2 separate regions of the Arachis hypogaea genome follow, and region 2 is linked to region 1. A link is a contact called in public Hi-C data. All regions are on one chromosome and are shown on one strand. Each heading gives the region's core, a stretch centred on a gene start, on an enhancer-like site or on the middle of the called end of the contact. The rest is flanking DNA. Distances are from core to core; before and after follow the strand shown. Region 1 holds the start of LOC112789617 (RING-box protein 1a). Region 2 has its middle 9.7 kb from the start of LOC112769680.

Region 1 (7,070 bases), core at 3,168-5,667:
TTTATTTGCGGACAATATTAAATGAATTTGGTGCATCATTGCATGTCATCAACCAGAACATATGGTTAACTTGTATATCAAATATGTTGTATACACACTAAATATCGACTATTAAATCAGCTAATAATAAATATATAATTTAAATAATTTTTAGCGTGTATTTTAACATATATTTTTTATATATATTACTAATTTAATAACTAATTTTTAGTATATATAATTTTTTTTATATTCGTGAGTTTTAATTTGTAGGCATAGACGCATAGTGATCTTGCTTGAGGTATAGTATAATATTAAAAGCTTATCCATAAGATATAAAATTCTTATCCCATATTTAGTTACAACTACTTATTGACTCGAAAATATACCTTCTTTATATTTAAGAATAAATTTTGTCAACACCTAAACGATATTAAATCAAATAAACTCTAATATTATCTTGAAATTGAAATTAAAAATGGTCTTAATGTAATCAAAAATTATCAAAAGGTGAGAGATAATCTACACTTATTAAAAATATACTGTTACTTTATGTATAACATATAGATAATGGATTATTAATGGATTTGATTCCTCTAAAATTATATTATTACTTAGAGAAAAAATATATCATTAATTATTTTTAAATTAAAATAATAAAATTTATAAATAATAAATATTATAAATTTAAAAGTAATTAAAATATTACTTTATTATTTTATTAGTATTATCACTTTAGAAAAAATTTTCATTATTAATGGTGTGAGTTATTATGGTCTTTTTGGTATTCATGGTTGCTTTGGTCCCCATGTGTCCAAGCCGGAGGCTTCCAATATCTAAAAGAAGGATGGCATTTTTTTTAAGATAATTTTATTGAATAGGGCTGCACAAATATTGAATTATTGATGGTATAGAACATTACATTATATAAACTAAACCTACAATTCTAGACAAATGAAATCTATATAGCAAATAATAATTCCAAATCTTCTTACTACAATACAACATCACACTATTAATCGTACAAGAAAAACAACCAGCAGAATTCCTATATTTGAGTTTGGAGAAAGTCTTATCGTTTCTTTTTTTCTGCTGTACAAATGTAAACAGAAACTAAGTGCCTGGGAAAAAAAAAGACAAACAAAATTGAGGATGCTAACGGCCTCAAAAGTTAAAATTAAGAGTTAATACTTAATTTGGTCTTTGAATTTACATATGAATTTTAAAATTTGAATTGTTTTTATTTAATTTTCAAACTTTATAAATATGACTTATATTAGTCATTAAGACAATTTTCGTCACACAAACACTAATGAAACACTGACATAGAAAGTCAGATGCCACGCTGAAACATATAAAATGATGCAGCTTTGATTTTGGCGTTCGAATAGCTCAAAAACGACGTTATATCACGAGAAAAATTTCAATAAACACCACTTACGATGTTGTTTACGGACTATTTAAGTGTCAAAATAAAAATACCGTTGTTTTACAGAATCCAATGTGACATTCGACTATCTACATCAGTGTTCTATTAATGTTTATGTGTCAAAAATTGTTTTCGCGACTCACATAAGTTATATTCGTAAAGTTTGGAGATTAAATAGAGACAATTAGAATTTTAGACACTAAATTAAAGTTCGCTTGTAAATTTAAGGTATAAATTAAATATTATCTCCAAATCTAAAAAGAAGAGACATATACCTCCAATTTAAAAATTTAGTTTGTGAAAAACAAAAGTGCTCAATAAAGCAGAAAAGTTGGTCCTCATCAAGTTGGTTATTAATAGTCTACCTATCTACTATTTAAGTTTGTATAAGATGCTAGTTGCGGTGGCGAAAAAAATAATCTCATTGCAAAAGATGTTCTTTCAGGGAAGAACGATGGACGACCTGGAGTGGCTCTTGTAAAATGGGAGTTGGTTCAGGCACCGAAAAAGTTAGGAGGTTTGGATGTGGGAGATGTGATGGTTTGTAATACCGTCTTATTGTTTAAATGGTGATGGAGGTTTTTAAAGAAGATTGTCCGCTATGAAAGAAGATTGTGTGCTCATGCAATAATTTAAATTCTGGGTAGTTATTGTCAACTCAAGCATTACCAGTAAAAAGGAACCCATGAAGAGATATATGCCAACTGCAAATAAAAGAGTAACATGTCAGAGAAAAGATAATTGACGGACTTGCTATGGAAGTAGAGGATGGTAGATTAACCAGATTTTAGGAGGATACATGGTTACGAGAAGAAAAGTTGAAAGACTCCTTTTCGAAACTCTTCTTGATTTCAAATAATAAAAGATCTGTAACTGGAGACTGTGAATTTTGGAATGGGATAGAGTGAGTTTGAAACTTCCAATGAAGGAAGGAACTCCGCCAATGGGAGACAAAAAATTTGAATCAATTGCTTGATATCTTGCAAGTTGTGAGATTGATAGTAAGAGTACAAGATAGAGTGGTATAAAAATTTGACAAAAAAAATATTTATACTACTAACTCATTTGTGTAAGTATTACAGGAAGAGACCTCAACGGATCATAATATTAGACACAAAACAAGTGGAATCTAGAAATGACTAGTTCTCCTTCGAGTTGAGTTGTTTACTAAGTTTGTGCTAGTAGGCTGGGTTAATACAAAGGATCGATTGAGTAGATTGGGTATCATTGAACAGAGTGATAATATTTTTGTGATGTATAATAAGGAAGTTGAATCTGTGCAATATTTGTTTGTTACTTGTGAGTATGCTTGGCTGGTGTGGTGCACATGGATTACTGATGTGGAACGTGCTTGGAGCATCCCAGGTACAATAGAAGAACATTTTAAAAATTGGAGGACATTGCCTTTAAAAAAAGACTTTCGCAAAAAATAGTTAGTTGGCTTCTTTTCAATTATATGGAATATCTAGATACGTAGAAATGAAGTCATCTTTCAAAACAAGGCAATGGATGTGGTAGATTATGTTGTTAGGTTGTTTTGTTGTTCTAAAGAATGGTGTGATAGCTAACTCATATTGTTGATGGCTATGTTAGTAGGGATGGCAATACTACCCAAACCCGCGGGTACCCACCCTGTCCCTACCCGCTTGGGGCGGGTTCTTGGGCGGGACGGGTTTAGGTTAAACCCGCCCCTACCTGCCTCGGTATATATAATATATATAAAAAAATTAGTAAAATGATTAATCATATTGTATTATATTTAAATTTTTATTTTAATTTATGTTATGTTTATAATGATGGTTATATAAATTTTAAAATTTAATTTTATTTGTTAGATTTTAATAATTATAGGAGCGAGTAGGAGATGGGTACCAGCAGGGACGAAACAGTGTTTAACATTTTACTACTGCAGGTAGAGGCGAGGTGGATTCAATGGGAGTTATTGTAGGGCGGGACAGGGTCGGATAGGGCAAAAACCCGTTCCTACCCGTCCCATTGCCACTCCTATATATCGGAGATGACATAAGAGTTGCTCTGGTTTTTTTTTTTTTTGACAATTATATGCTCCACTTTGTGTATTAAACTTATTCTTTCTTTCAAAAAAAAATTATGCCTCCTCTTTTTTTTGGTACCTTTCTTTAAATTTTGGATATTGTTTTTTTTTTGTTGGACTTGATATTGTTGTTAAAGTAACTGGTATTCCCTAATATCAGACCCACGGACCATGTGAGCCCAACCCATTTAATCACCATACACATACTCATACAAATTACACAACACAATATAGGTCAAGAAACATGTCACGAAAACCAAAGGTCTAAAAATTAGCCTACCAAAAAAAAAAAAGGCTCCAGAAAAGAAAGACATGCGAATTCGTAAATAGATTAAATGGGTCACCAAAAAAAACATTTAATTTTATGTACTCTCAAATATTATAATTAACTTTACAGAGTTGCAACATAACCAAATAATTTTAATAACTAAATTTAATTAAATCAATTTAATAAGTTATTGACACAATTAAAAATCATATAAATGAATTAATTAAATTTAATTATAAAAATAACTTATTTATCCTATTTTTTTATACATAACTACTAAAAAGAACATAATAATAATTAGGTTTTAAATTTATTATATAAAAAATTATTGAAATACATCCATCTAATTAAATAATTTTAAAAAATTCTTTATGTTTCGTTAAAATTAAACTCTAAATATTTAAGATTTGTTTGGATGTTATGATCATTTTTAAAAAAAATTTATAAAAAATAAAAATAATTTTATGTTTAAATATTTTATATAAAAAAATTATTTATTTATTAATTATATTTTGATAAAATAAAATAAAAATATTTATTTATTTATTATATAAATTAAGAAAAACCTTTTTAAAAAAAATATAAATTATAACTTTTAAAAAATATATATTTTTAAATATTTTTATTTTTTATTGTTAAAATCTATCAAATACATTAAATAAAATCTTTTTTTATGAATTTAATAGCTACCAAACAAACATTTAAAAAACATAAACATACGATTACAGGGAGCCTTCGACCGTAGATTCTGTTGCAAAAAAGTTCGAGAAACAACTCAAATAAAAACTCATCCCGGTAACAGCACAGTCCAGAATTCAGAGAAAGAAAGAGATTAATGGCGACACTTGATTCCGATGTTCCTATGGTCCCCGCCGGCGAGCCCTCCAGCAGCGCCGCCGGCCCTTCCACCAAGAAGCCCAAGCGCTTCGAGATCAAGAAGTGGAACGCCGTTGCTCTATGGGCTTGGGGTTCGTTTTCCTTAAACCCTAACTTTTCCTTTTTTTTTGTACGTTTATCTCGCACTTTGAAATTATCAATATCAAGCGCATCTGTTATTGGTTGCAGATATTGTTGTGGATAACTGTGCCATCTGCAGGAACCACATCATGGATCTCTGTAAGTTTCTTCTTTCACTTCAACTACTTCGATTTATGATCTTTCACTTTTAAAATATTTTTGTTTGGTGGTTTTAGGTATCGAGTGCCAAGCTAATCAAGCTAGTGCCACTAGCGAGGAATGCACTGTGGCTTGGGGTAATGTTTCCGTACCATACTCTCATCTTGTTCTTCCTGTTTTAAACATTAATTGCTGATTCAGTGTGAAATAATGTTTTCTCCGCTCATCTTAGGGTTTATGTTAGATTAGATTGAGTGAATCTTATCATACAAATAAGCTAGTGTTCAGTTAGTTTGGTTAGTTTTGTAAGTTTATACCTAAGCTGATACAGTGATGTGTCATGAATATTCCTCAAATCGAATTAACTGAAGTAGTTTTCGGAATTGAAATGCCAAGGAAAAAGAAACAGCTTTTGATTTTTGATACAGTGATGTGTCATGAATATTCCTCAAATTTAATTCTGGTGTTTTCGTTTAAGTCCAAAGGTGTGGATTGTGATGGCCACTTAGGCTGGGATGTAAGCTTTACTGAGTTAGTCTTCAAAATACTTGTTCTTCCTCTATTTTATTTATTTGACTGAAGTAATTCATCCTTTGGTGCATCGATATTGAGTGCATATACATTCAAAGATTTCATTTAAAAGAAATAAACTTGTATCTCTTTATAGGAAGTTAGGAACTGATATTATCAGTGACATCTCTAAAGTTGAACAATAAACATATTGGCATGTTTTATGGAAAGTACATTGCATTTTTCTGACCTTCCAACCGATGGCAATAGTAACAATTGTTACTGAGGAATCATAGTTGTATGTTGTTTTTTTATCAAGGTATGCAATGCATACCATATCCTCTATCATTCTACTGGTATGAGATAACGGCTTTGAATGGTTGATAATTTATCATTCATCTTTTTCCCGAAAAATAAAAAGAAAGTCATCATTCATCTTTAAAGTTTGAACCAAAATATCAAATTTTCTATTTCAAATGCATTTTGAGGTTAGTTGCATGTCCTTGATCCGTGGAGCTATGGCTTGGAGCCTTAGACTATGAGAAATTGAGAATTGACTGTTTTGATTGCCTTTCTATGCTTGTCCATTGGTTTCTTTACCTTCTACAAGTTATGATTATTATTGTGCAGATGCACCAGTTATTTTTTAACAGATTTTTGCTTTTAAAGTATTTCTCTTCTGAGGTATAATCTCGCAGTTTGCTAACTGTGGATGTACTTTTTGGCTATGCAATTTGATTGGATATACCTCCGCAAAAATATTATGCCTTAGAGTTTTTTCTCCCATCTTTTGGGTCGAACAATCAGGGTTTTATAGAATTATTGATGGGCCATTCTGTATCACGTTTGTCTGTCTAGTCGGTTATTGTTCTGCTTAGCATATGAAGAGTTACTCGTAATGTTGCTTGCTCTGGCTTTAACTCTCACTTTATACAGGGGTTTGTAACCATGCTTTTCACTTCCATTGCATTAGTCGATGGCTCAAGACTCGTCAAGTATGTCCTCTAGGTATGTGGGCCTAACTATTTTTACCCTATATGTTTGTGCTGCTATGGAACTCAAAAACTGCACCTCTTGCTGAATGCTGACCTTATCTTTCTGTTCTGGTACAGATAACAGTGAGTGGGAATTTCAGAAATATGGTCACTAGAAGCCTTGTCATGCTTGAGTTCCATGGACATATATGGACCATCTATCCTTAGTTTTTGAATATTTACATCTCCTGTCTGCTATTTTATTTTGCTTGTTCACTTGATATATTATCTCAAGAAAGCCATTTGTCTAATGGAATTTGGTCTACTTGGACGGATAAGCATGTAAAGCTGATTGATGTGAGTAATGCTATAGTGCATTATACCTTTCAATGAAGAGGGAAGATTGCTTCTTTTATAATAGAAAAAGTTGCAAATAATAATAATAATAATAATAATAATAATAATAATAATAATAATAATAATAAATCATGTGCAATACACGTTCTCTAAAATTTTATTGAAAATCTTAGTACTTTATCAAATTTTACTCTTCACCAAAGAATTTCCCAATAATGTTAATATTTATGCAATTCACTTACTCAAATTTCCTTGTTTGTTATTTTCTGTTGGCTTGCATTTTAGTCTCCCTGCTTATGCATCAATTTTTATTCTCATTCTAGCATGTTTGCACGGTCACTTAGTACCATATGCTCTATGCATAGATAGTTTCTTATGATCTTT
Region 2 (7,070 bases), core at 1,560-4,059, 36 kb after region 1:
GCTAAAGAATTATTTAATTATTATTTTGTTATTTAACTAAATAAATAATTATATTGCCAATGAGTTATAATTCAAATGATATAGTCTCTCCATACTCATCTAAGAGGTCGCAGGTTTGAGTCTCTCTATCTTTGATAAAAAAAATTATATTAATTCAAATAAAATATTTTTATTCTTTACTAGGACCAAGAATATAATAATAATAATATGATAATTCATAATATTAAATGAGAATCAAGGATAATTAATTATTATTCTGTTTTTAAATTTAAATTTTAAGTTTGGATAAAATTCTATATATGTCACTACAATATTTTCAGGTTGAGGCAACATTTAAAAAGTGTTGTCTAAAAGTTGACAAAAGGTTGCTTTTGATCTATGGCAACACTTTCGGATCTAAGGCAACGTTTTTGAACGGCGTTACATATGCCGCTGTTGCCTTAGATCAAGGCAACACTTTTTTGTTTCAAAGCAACGCTTTTGAGAGCAACACTTGGTAAGTGTTGCCTTTGGTTGAAAAACAACACTTCAAAGGTGTGTTTGAGACAACACTTTTGTAATGTTATCTTTTCTCTTATATTTTAGCCACTACTAAAAAATGTTTCCTATTTGCAATAAAATTCAACCCTTTTATGTGTTGCTTATAAGTTTGAATTTGTAATAGTTTAAAGTGTTGCCTATTAGTTTTGAATATGCAACCTTTTAAAGCATCGCCTTTTCTTTAGAATATGCAACCTATACAAGTGTTGTCTAATATCAAAATATGCAATTAATAGAAGGGTTGCCTTTTTGGCAAAAATAAATGTTATTTTTATAATAAAAATACAAAAAACAATAAATTTTTTTGTTCATACATGTGTAATTATTTTAATTAATAAATTAAATTTGTGTATAATAGAAAAAATGTATAAAAGAGACAAAATAATTAATAATAAAATTTTAATTAAAATTAGTTAATTATTATAAAATAAAAATAAATACATAATAATACCATACAATAATTTTTAAATAATAAAAATTATTCTTAAACAAAATATATTTATATAATGAACCTTAAGTATTGGAATGATCATAATTTTGAGTATTCATACATCTCACACTAAATTAAGCCTACTCATTAAAATATGCATGAGACTATTTAGAGTTTACTACTAATAAACTACAAAAACCAAAATATTATATCCTATGAAGGTATCTTTTAGTAAATGACATCATTAATCAACCATATGTCTTCAATTTCCAAAACTCCATCTTTGTCAATAAACCATCATGATAAACATCTTAATCTTCAACCAACTTGGGTTGGTCGAGTGGTCAACTCACTCGTTCGCTTAAGCAAGTGTCGGAGGTTCAAATCTTGCCTTGTGCATGTAGCAACCCATTGACCAGAGGCAGACCCTTAAATAGAGCTCTGATCCGCGACGGATTAGTCCTTGGCCTATCGGGTTGAGGAATACCGTAAATAAAAAAAAAACATCTCAATCTTTATTTACATCTCCAAAATTATCTTGCATAATTATATACAAAAATAATTATGATTTGAACCTTTGAACTTGAGTATCTGCATGCAACAATTTTTCTTATATTTACATTATTTTTTATAATTCAACTTTCATTTTTCTCTATTATTTGTATTTTTACTAAATATTTCTAAGTAAAGATCTTTGTTTCCGGCGACCTTTCCAATTCTTGTTTGCCATCTCCCATGTTGGTGATGCCTAATAATAACAATAATAAATTATATAAACTCTATTGATGATGATTACAGAATATAGATTAGATAAATTAAACTTGATTAGAAATCTTGTAACTCCACCATACATTGATGCAAAGGCACTTTTTTAAAGAACTGATTTTGCAGGTTTTCAAATAGCGGGTACGCATCTCTTATTAGATTCACACACGTATAATTCAAAAGTATGGTGTATGGATGTTTTGACATATCTATACCAGAGACTTTCCCAATTTTAAATACTTCAAATCGCACTTTTATATCAGAATGTAACTCAGTGTATTATTGCATATTTTAATTTAGTGAAAGAAAAATAATAGTTGTATATCTAAATCGTGTTTTCTTTGTACATCAAATCTATAGTTTTGACCTATTTTTATCTATTATCATTTTTTTCCACTCTAAAATTAGTTACACTACAAATTTTTATTTTTATTTTTATTTTTTGTGACGGAATAATTAAGCTTCCAAACGCAATTGTTTGGACGTAGAACTTTGAGTCTGTGGGAGTTTTTTTTGGGTATATTAGAGTAGGGGTCTAAGTCTAAAAACAAAAAACAAAATTACATCACTTTTACATCTCTTGAAGTGCTTTTTCCATTAGCACCAGACATTAATTTTGTACTTAATTCAATTGGAGGAAGATTTAAAAACAAAAAGTCTGGAAGTTTACTCAAACTTTGCGTTGCGAGCCAATAAGCACTATTATTTACTTCTCTGTAGATGTGATGAACCTTTATCTCTTGTGGGAGTTTTTTTTTTTTTTGGTAATTGTGGATTTTATTTTTGTTTCGGTTAATTTCGACTATATGTTGTTTTGTAGTTTGGGCCTTTAGTTTTTTATGGAAGGTTGTTATATTGAGAAATGGGTTTCTAGATGGATATTCAGCCCAAAATATATGGATTATGTAAATCTAAACCACAAAAAATGCATTTTCTAAAAGAAAACCACCAAAAATGTATGTCACAATTGGAGTTTCAATTAAACAAAAACGACAGACTTGTCCCTCAGTCCACAAAATTGAAAGCCCAAAAAATGACTTGTCCTTTAACCAAAGCCTGGTTAGGATGACATCATAGAAAAAGCTATTGACTCCTATTGTCTACATTATGGTTTTGAGGCTTACTTGTGTTACATTGTGATGAGACCCGTTGTTGTACTATTTTTTTTTCTAATTGGTCCATAACAATGATCGATTTTTTAAATATTCGTGAGTAGACGAGGCAAAGAATACATCAAAAAAAATTAAGAGAAAGAGAAGTATAATTTGGAAGAAATTGAAATAGATAGATGATATATTTCACAAAATCCTAAAGTTAAAAATTACAGACAAAATAAAAAGAAAGAAAATATAAAGGAATATAAAATATGAAGTGGAAAGAACATTTGAGTGTGATATTTAGAATATTTTGCTAAGTAATTTCAATTTTTTTTATATTAAAATTTTTTATTTATAGAGAATTCTAAAAATTAAACATTACAATTATGTCCAAATAAAAGATACAATATCTATAACCACATATAACTTACGTGTAACTACCACCTATCTATCATTAATCATCCGTTGTCATAATTTATCTGTTAGTTCTTGTAACTACCACCTATCTATCATTAATCATCCGTTGTCATAATTTATCTGTTAGTTCTTGTTGAAGAGTTGTTTTTGCAGTTGAAACTTATTTCAGATTCAATAACTATAATAATAGCTTTTAAAACTGGTTCTTTTTCACACTTAAAGATTAACCGACAAAGCAATACATTTTTGAAAAAGTATAGGGGTCAATGGCCTCAACGTACAATGTGTACAATGGAGGTTTAGGAAGTATTAGAGATATGACCACTAGTGTTACATTGTCCTGTCAGGTTAAGCTTTTGAGATGAGTGGGTTCATGACATCATGACATGGTATTAGAGTTCTAAATCCGAAAGGTTAAGGGTTCGATTCTTGGTGAACTCCAAAATCAACTTAAATTTTTGGGATGTTTATTATCCCTAGTATTCGGATGGTTATTCTGGATAGTATGGGTGATGTTCATTTTATTCATGAACAAAGATTTAGCCTATTGTACACATTATACGCTTAGGCTATTGACTCCCTAGCACTACCCTACATTTTATACACTTGAACTTGATCACGGAAGTTCAAATAATAACTTTACATTTCCTTTTATTTGTCAACACTGATTTGTTGAAAAGTTTATTTTCACTAATAAATATAGTTATGCTTCGACATAATGTCTTATTTTATTGATATCAATAATAATTTGTCAAAAATATTCTTTTTGATATAACATTGGTAATGTAAAGATATGAAAAAAATAATATTCTAAAACGAAAAAACTGATAAAGTAACATTACACTTTATGTTTTAAGGGGGATAATATCTTAGTTCGATTTAGACAATGATCAACTTATAAAAAATAGTTCTTTGGCAAGTCTGATACCTCTTTTTAAAATATGTAGTTCAAGCTAATTTTATTATATATCATTGATACGAAATATATATATATATATATATATATATATATATATATATATATATATATATATATATATATATATATTACTAAATAAATATAGTAGACCTACTTGTGATATATAAAGGATAAGTAAAGTTAATAAGAGATTAAAAAATATAATATAATTTTATGCCTCTTAGAAGTGGTTTACCGAACAACTGATATCTACTAAAGAGTCAAGAGATTAGAACTCGGATCAATATCTGTATTTAAAAAACATAAAAAGGTGATGGAATGAGTTTTATAACTGAAAGGTAACGGACTTCACACTTGATAGCTTGAAACTAGAGAGAATTGAGATTAGAATTCAGAGAGTGGGAGAATGATTTCATTACACAAGAATAAATTACATGAGCGTGTATATATAGTTAGATCTGGTTTACCTGCGGTACTAGTCACAACACTAACTACTATTAGTTACAACTGACATCTGTCCTTATTAACAATAATTAGTTTTTAACTAATTCTCTTTCATCCCCCTCAAATTCAGGCTGCTAAAACTTTGCATCTTGAGTGTCTCTAAATTCCAAGAACTTATTCGAATACACAGCTTTAGTCATAATGTTTGCAACTTGTAAGTCACCTGGAACTCGAAGAGTCCCCTTGGCAATATAGTCTCTAAGAAAATAAACATCCATTTTAAAGTATTTTAAATGAGAGTGCTTAACCAAATTGGCTGCCAGGAGTATTGCTCTCTGATTGTCACACTGAATCACTGGTACTGGTATGCTTATGTTGATTTCAAGCGTAAGCTTTTTGATTGCCAATAGTTTAGTAACAAGATTACAAACTCCTCTGTATTCAACTTCGGTACTAGAACGAAAAACTGAAGTTTGCTTCTTTGATGACCAAGAAATGAGATTCGGACCCATATAGATACAGAAATCTGCCGTGAATTTTTTGTCTTCCACATCAAACGCCAGTCTGAATCGGTATACCCTAAAATGCTAAAATCTGAGGCCTTTTGGAGATGCAGTTCCAAGGTGTTGATACCTTGTAGATACCCGTAGAATATGCTTGAAAACTTTCCAATGAATTCAGTTGGCGCTTGTATAAATTGACACACTTTGTTAATTGCAAAATCCAATTCAAACCGAGTAAATATGATATATTGTAGACTGCCAATGATGGATCTATAGAGACTACGATCCTCACAAGGTTCACCATTAGTGGAGGTTAATCTAAAAGTTGATGGTATAGGTGTTGGTAATGGCCTGCAATCTTATAAACCAACTTTCTTTATCACATCAAGAATATACTTAGATTGTGTGAGTAAGAGACCATCAAAGATTGGCCTCACTTCAATCCCTAAGAAATAATGAAGATCTCCCAAATCTTTGAGTGAAAAGCAAGCATTTAAGCTCTTAACCAAGTCTGAAATGACAACAGTTAAGCTACCCGTTATGATAATGTCATCCACATACACAAGTAAGAAAATTGTGGAGTTACCTTCGGTTCTGTGAAAAAGAGAAGCATCTGATTTGGTAGCTGCAAAACCAAGGCTAACAAGAGAGCTAGTGAGCTTAGTGAACCATCTTCTGGGCGCCTGCTTCAGCCCATACAAGGATCGAATTAGTTCGCACACCATTTTATCATTTTCAGCTTCATATCCAAACAGCTGCTTCATGTAAACTTCTTCCTGCAACTCCCCATTAAAAAACGCATTATTAACATCAATTTGTTTGATTGGCCAGCCCTTTGACAGGGCAAAAATCAACAAAATTCTAATTATCATTAGATGAATCACGAAACTGAATGTTTTTTGAAGTCGAAACTAGGCTTTTGGTGACAGCCAAGAGCAACGAGCCTTGGTTTGTACTTGTTAATGGAGCCATCCTGGTAATATTTCACCATAAATACTCACTTAGGTCCAATTGCTTGATAGTTTAGAAAAAACTCAACAATGCTATTTCTCATCAACGTTGCATATTTTTTAACTATGGTTTGTTTCCAATGAAAAATGGTCAGTACTTTCTTTGGTGATTTTGGTTCAAGAGGTTTTGTGATGCAAGTGAAGGTTTTGGATTTGTTGTTCCCAGCCTTTAACCTTGTTCACATTGGGTGTGTGTTGGTTGTAGGTTGAGAAATTGGAGGAAGAGAAGTAGTGATTGGAGTAGGATTGATTCTGGATGGATATAGTGTTGGATTTTTATGGGTTTGTGGTTGGTCTACAATGGTTGTTGCTAATTCGGGTAGTAGTGTAGGTGTAGGTGGATTGAGTTGTATAGTTGGTGTAAGGATTGGAGGTAGGGGATGTATTAATGGAATTGAAGGCATTGAATGTTGCTATGTTGGAACTATCGGAGTAGTTACTATGGATGTGTAGCCATAACTCTCTTCTTTGAAGGGAAATACTATTTCTTCAAACACAATATCTTTTGTGATGATCTTGCTGATAAATCCTAATTTTATGGTTTATCTTATGTTGAATTTAGGGAATTTTATCAACTTATTTCACGTTTATTCAATGAAATAGCATGGTTTTGTGATTTTTTTTAATTTGTGCTTAAGAGTGAAAACATGCTTTTTAAACCCTTAATTTGATCAATTTAATCCACTTTAATTGCATTTGATGCCTTAATATGTTTCCTGAGTGATTTCAGGTTTATAAGGTAAGGATTGGATGGAAGAAGTGAAGAGAAAAGCATGCAAAGCAGAGAATTCATGAAGAAATGAGCATTTTGGATGATTCATGGCCACGTGCACGCGTCATCCACGCGTACGCGTGAGGAGTGAATTTGCAAGGCGATGCGTCACGCACGCGTACATGTGATGTTGGTCACGTGACCTCATTAAAGTGAATACGCTGGGAGCCATT

The links. Hi-C and Micro-C count contacts between places; a contact is called where the count stands out from the background.
Region 2: a Hi-C map of an unstated tissue shows a contact between it and region 1, with 2.8 times the contacts expected there. The contact joins the enhancer-like site here to the promoter of LOC112789617 in region 1. A contact is called at or near these places in 2 of 8 Hi-C or Micro-C datasets (leaf and an unstated tissue).

Annotation. Positions count from the first base shown.
Region 1 is chr3:14,132,756-14,139,825 of arahy.Tifrunner.gnm2.J5K5, forward strand. It overlaps LOC112789617 (RING-box protein 1a), which reads left to right and starts at 4,418. Exons shown (of 5, transcript XM_025831581.2): 1 at 4,418-4,697; 2 at 4,795-4,845; 3 at 4,923-4,982; 4 at 6,292-6,363; 5 at 6,468-6,755. The coding sequence starts at 4,565. The coding sequence ends at 6,505.
Region 2 is chr3:14,169,927-14,176,996 of arahy.Tifrunner.gnm2.J5K5, forward strand. No RefSeq gene overlaps it. Among protein-coding and RNA genes, the nearest start is that of LOC112769680, 9.7 kb to the right of the region's middle. Within about 2 kb of position 2,810, at least 3 of the 3 cell types and tissues checked have open chromatin away from gene starts, as enhancers often do.